Linked DNA regions of Mus musculus: region 1 is linked to region 2. A link is a contact called in public Hi-C data. All regions are on one chromosome and are shown on one strand. Each heading gives the region's core, a stretch centred on a gene start, on an enhancer-like site or on the middle of the called end of the contact. The rest is flanking DNA. Distances are from core to core; before and after follow the strand shown. Region 1 overlaps Klf12 (Kruppel-like factor 12). Region 2 has its middle 93 kb from the start of Klf5.

Region 1 (3,053 bases), core at 60-2,559, 500 kb after region 2:
TAGTTGCTGAGCTCATCCCATGGATATGGCCTTTCAAACGGGAAACTGAAATATTTTAGTAAGAATGTAAACAACTGTTTATTTACTATGACAGTGACATAGTATGCTTACTAAATGGCAGTTAGCTTCACTTCCAAACAACTACCGCTCATACATATCAAATCCATTAGAGTCCCAAGTAAAGTTATTTAATTGTAGCCATAAGTTTACAATGACATAGCTCTATAGCTGGATCCACTTCAGCCAAGGACTGCCGAAGGCCTAGGATGTGTTATCACTGTATCTATCTGCTTCGGTTATAAAACTGATGTCCTGAGTCACACATTTTTAATGAGACTTACAACATCTGGGGATAAAGCTAAAAATGAAAATCCGTGAGATTGCCACACCTTTGGTAGCTGCTCCAAGCTTATCAGTTACAGGACAAAGAGAGATGCAGACTTTAGTTTCATCACTTCACATTTCATATTTCATTTTTTAAAATTTCTCAGCACACTTTGTTGTAGTGTGAGTGTGACTGACACCCAGCCTCACCAACAAACAACCATCCAGAAAAATCCCACTACCACCAACAAAAAAGCCAAGACAAGACAAAACAAAAACAAAAACTAACCAACCAAACAAATACCCAAATTCATGTTGAAATTTAATCCCTACCATGAGGCATTTAAGGAGTAGTAAATAAGTCTCTCAAACATTCCTGTCTCCTGTCCTGTGACAGCCACCACGGGACTCCAATATCAAGAAGGCCACCATCTAATGCAGTCCTTCAACCTTGAACCAGACCCAGAAATCAGGATCAAGCTTAATTCTTTAGATCTTGCCTAGTCTGTGATACTGTAACATCAGCAGCAGAAGCAGACTAAGACAACCATGCAGCTCACAGACTACATGAACTCTGGCCAGGACTTACAAGCTACTTACCATGAGGATTCTACCCTGAAAAGAGTCAGTTTTTAGATGGTATCTCAGCACCATCACTAGGCTGTGTGCTTTGTCTTATAGTTAATAGAGATAGGAGGGAGATCCTAAAAGGGGAGTTCAAGGAACCATGAGCAATGACGCAAATATCAGAAGTAGCACTGTATGTATCTGAAGGTGGACCCAAAGGCCACCGCGATGGACAGCTGTCCGAGAATCTCCCCAAGCCACTTTAGAATCTTATTCAGGGAAAAAAAAAAAAAGAAATCGAGATGTCAGTTTAGAAGAAAGAAATACATGAATAGCAATAAGAAGCGATGAGTCAGGGGAAAAGTGAGACCGTGGAATCTGGAGCCACTTAGCATCACCGCGTGGGAGGGAGCGTAGGTGTAAGTGGGGCTTAAGTGCATCACACGTGTAATTTATAAATAACAGTGATCCGGTTACAGCACATGCCCCTTTCATCCGAGGAGGCGTTGCTAATTAGTGTACAGTTTCCTTTACTTTTAAATGTAAATAAGGACAGATTTCAGACACGGTCTAATCATCCCTGGTTCATATTTTCAAGCCTCCATAAGTAACCTTTCGATGTCTAATATTCTGATATGAGTTATTTTTATGAAGGCAGATACATGAGAAATGTATCTATCTCAAGTTCAGTTTATAGAACTTGATATAAATTCTATCAAATAAATAAATATAAATATAAATTTTAATGAACATTAAACAAAACTGCCCTATTAATGACTCTCCCCCACCCCCGCCCCAGATTTGTGGCAGAGGCATAATATCAATTTGTAATATGAAATATTTCCAATATTTATTGAAAAAGAAAAGACATGTTGGGATTATTTTTAGAAACTTGGCTTGAAATTTAACTCCGTTTTCCATTCATTACTAAGTTGAAATGCTCTGTGGAACATTTCATTCTGATTGCCACGTTTCACTTTAGTGTGTCCCACACAGCAGGAGAGCCATCATATTTCCCACCTAGACTAGCTGCAACAGCCGAGTCTAGTGCTCCATCTAGTGGCTGTACGCATTACTGACACCTGAGAGCTAAAACAGCATTGAAATTACTTTGTGGTTATCAACCTTCCTAATGCAGCGGCCCTTCAAGACAGTGCCTCAGGTGGTGGTGATACCCAACCATAAAATTATCTTCGTTGCTACTTCATAACTGTAATTTTGCTAATGTTATGAATCATATTGTAGGCATCTGTGTTTTTTAATGATCCTAGTTGACCCCCATGAAAAGGTACTCCGAGCCCCAAAGGTTGAGAACCCCTGCTTAAGACAATAGTGAACAACCTAAATGATGCCATATTTTCTTTTAGAATGTACACTTAATATACCTGTACTATCTTTAAATGAAGGAAATGAAAAGTAGATATTCACTGTACAAGTAAGACTCCATTAACTTAAAGCTTCTACAATTTCATTTAAATACACTGCATACCTTATTGTGTGGAAGAAATATACAATGTAGACGAGAGGGTAGGAACAGTGGGCCTGCTGGCAACATTGTGATGACTCCTGAGCTACATTTTCTCCTTTGTAATGTTCCTTTAACAATGTAGCCTCGGCAGGGGTTGCCATCATGACACTATTTCAAAATAATTGCTCACATATTCCTGCCACTACCTGAGCGGCACAGTAACAAAACAGAGTTGATTATTTTAAAATTGAAATTATTTAAATGTGCACTCCCAAACTCTTCTTTAATTGTGTATGCATTGCTAACATGTAGAAGAGTTCCCTTTCCTGTATCCCTAGAAATGTTTACAAGGTTGCGTCCTAAGGAAATACACGAGTGGTCAGACACTACTAAAGTGCAGAACTGTAAAACATTAACACGATAATTACTGTGTCCTTCTTAAGGAAAGTTTCTCACTGCAGCCCGCTCCCTTCCCATAGCGTGCGCGGATTTCGTAACTCATCAGTTATAATCCCAAACTCCACATACAGTATTTTTGGTCACACATAAGGATCTTACTCAACATGCCTGAAGCAAAGGTAAGGCTAAGAAGCTGTTTAGTAAAAGCATGCAAGCCAGCCTGAATTTCTATAGAGCTAGTGCTGATTACATTTTACTCACTATGTTATGAAATCTTGTATATAATTATAAATTA
Region 2 (2,715 bases), core at 153-2,652:
CCTCTCCTCTCCTCTCCTCTCCTCTCCTCTCCTCTCCTCTCCTCTCCTCTCCTCTCCTCTCCTCTCCTCTCCTCTCCTGTCCTCTCCTCTCCTCTCCTCTCCTCTCCTCTCCTCTCCTCTCCTCTCCTCTCCTCTCCTCTCCTCTCCTCTCCCCTGCCCCCCCTCCCCTCCCCTCCCCTCCCCTTCTTTCTTTTTTCTTTTTTTTTCTCTCTTTCTTAGGCAGGGTGTCCTGTAGCCCAGGCTGGTCTCGAATTCATCAGGTAGACAAGGATGACTTTGAACTCTTGATTCCCTTACCTCCTGAGTGCTGGGGTTACAGACATGGAGCACTACCATGTTTTAGTGAAGATGAGAAAATCAAATCTGGGTTCTTTTTAAGCTAGATATCGAGCTACATCTGTAGTCTAAAACACCGTTGTTTTCGAAGCAGGGTTTCCTGTAGTCCCAGCTGGCCTTAAACTCACTACGGGGCAGAGGCTGCTCTCTATCTCCTGATCCCCCTGCCTTCACCTCCCAGGTGCTGGAATTACAGGCTTGCACTCCCATAGCCATTCTGGAACATTTTATGTATGGAATTTAAAAAATTAAGGCAGGAATTCAGACTTATTGTCTGATTTACATTCTGTCACTAAGAGTGGACTGTGGGCTCCTTGGATGGTAGCCTTCCTTCTTCATCTTTCTGCCCTGTTGTGTAAGTGGTAGAAGCGTTGTTAGCTTATTCAATTCTTACAGAGATCTGCTAGGATGGTTGCAGTGTATTTTGGGATGACACTGAGACACTAAGACGTTGGTGGACATGCTGGTTAATGGCTACCAGCGACTGAGCAGTTGAAGCAGTTGGAAATGTCTCCGTTCTAAATCTGTAGCAAAAGTCACTATGCTAGCAAGAACCGCCTTCCCCGTGTACTGATGAGCCAGGGAAGACCTGGAATATGATCCACAGAAATGGACAGTGGGTGTGCCCTACAACTGACCAGCTGGGTTCCGCAGCCAGTGAGAGAAGAGAAAGTTTCCGTGCCTTTAAGAAACGGAGGAGTTACCTTTGCCAAATTTGCTCCTAAAGGAAGCAGCCTTCAGGGAGAGCCAGGCAGAGAAAGTGCACAGTTAACTGTCTCCAGAGGTGGTTAGTTTTATACCCAGAAGCTTCAGGGTGATTGATGTCTCTCACCCCACCTTTTGTTGGGATTCCTGCTTCAATGTACAAAACAAAACCACAAAGGGAAAGGTCTGGGCTTGCCTCTGTAGAGGGAGCTGCCCTCCCCATGCCACCCCCCCCCCGCACCCTCCCCCTCTTTCTTGGTACTTCGGAGGCACAGGGGTGGAAAGTTTTGCCCACTTTGGCTTCCCTTCCTCTTTCACGTGGGTGTGCATTGTGTGCCCAGCTCTGTCATGAGGAGTGCAGGTCACCATGCCTAATGTTGAGTCTCTACATGGTGAGACATGCTGGTTGTAGGCCTGTCCCAGGAAAACCTGTCCTACTGGATGTGGATATGGAAATTGTTCAAGCAAAGTGGGAGGCCCGGACGGTCTCATTTTCATGCGGACACTTGGGTTGCTTTCCTGGTGGAGAGTTGACCGCATAGAAACCATTTGCATGTGTCTCTCACTTGGAAGCTCTGGAGACCTCAGTCAAGAGCATCGTCTTTATAGACAAAAAAGGCACATCTTTGTCAAAAACCAACCAACCAACCAACCAACCAACCAACCAACCAACCAAACAAACAAACAAAAAAAACACGAGGGGAGAGGGAGGCAGTAGCCAGGTTTCCCAGTACCATCTTGGAGTCACCTACTCCATTGCTCCATTATAGATGACTCCCCAGCCTTTGAGACCAATTTTGTTCAGATTTTCTCCTTTGTTCCTTAGTAGTTCTTTCCCTCTCTTTCCTTCTGTCCCTTGCCCCTTCTTCATCCCACTCCCTAAATTTTTATTTATTTATTTTTGAGACAAGGTCTCATTATGTGGCTCTGGTTGGCCTGGAATTTTCTAGGTAGATGAGGCTAGCCTCAAGCTGGCAGATTCACCTGCTGGGATTAAAGGTGTGTGCCTCAGTCCCTTTTATTCTCTATCAGGATGGTGGTCTGACTTATCCTTGATCCATGGTCTTTGAAGAGCTTACTTATTTAAGCCACGGCACTGGTGTGAGACAAACCTGCTGTAGGAAAAGGTAACTGACTGTCCTCAAGCCCACATCTGCGCCTGCCAATGGAAGGTGTTTTCCCCTGGTGTAATTACACAAGGCTTAATGATGGGTAAACGTCAATGTTAAGAGATTTAATTTGGCTAAACATTATACAGCATGTCTACTTAATTGGAGGGGTTTATCTGATCTCCCTGTTTTCTCTTTCTTTTCCTTGTGCTACGAAATTTCCAAGAACAGGTAGCTGTGTTCTCATCTGCTGATTTCCTTGTTCTGGGCCCATAGAACATTGTGAGGCCAGCATTCTTGTGATACTTTGGTAACTTCCACTTCAGGGGAAACGAAGAGGAACCAGATGCATGCAAATATAAAACCAAACCAGACATTCACAGGGCTGACTTCACACCTGCCCTCTCCCTGCAAAGAACCTTCTAGCTCTTAGTTTGTTCTTTCCCAGCACTTAGCAGAGGGCTCATTACAGCTCTTTGTTTTTGAGAGCTTCTACCCAGAGGACAGTCTAATGTGTCTCTTTCCCCCTTGGACCTCTCAGGCCTGTGGGAATCCATTTTTGATT

What was found. A called contact is a pair of places that touch in the nucleus more often than the background predicts.
Region 1: a contact with region 2 is called in a Hi-C map of epidermal suprabasal cells, with 6 times the contacts expected there. The contact joins two enhancer-like sites. A contact is called at or near these places in 4 of 484 Hi-C or Micro-C datasets (embryonic stem cells, epidermal suprabasal cells, group 2 innate lymphoid cells and 1 more) and 2 of 9 other capture datasets (adipose tissue and embryonic stem cells).

The regions. Positions count from the first base shown.
Region 1 is chr14:99,892,977-99,896,029 of GRCm38.p6, forward strand. The region is part of intron 6 of Klf12 (Kruppel-like factor 12); the gene reads right to left. Among named protein-coding and RNA genes, the nearest start is that of Gm22970, 120 kb to the left of the region's middle. Within about 2 kb of position 1,310, at least 14 of the 459 cell types and tissues checked have an H3K27ac peak or open chromatin away from gene starts, as enhancers often do. A contact at or near this core is called in epidermal suprabasal cells, where this site is marked.
Region 2 is chr14:99,390,504-99,393,218 of GRCm38.p6, forward strand. No RefSeq gene overlaps it. Among named protein-coding and RNA genes, the nearest start is that of Klf5, 93 kb to the left of the region's middle. Within about 2 kb of position 1,403, at least 14 of the 459 cell types and tissues checked have an H3K27ac peak or open chromatin away from gene starts, as enhancers often do. A contact at or near this core is called in epidermal suprabasal cells, where this site is marked.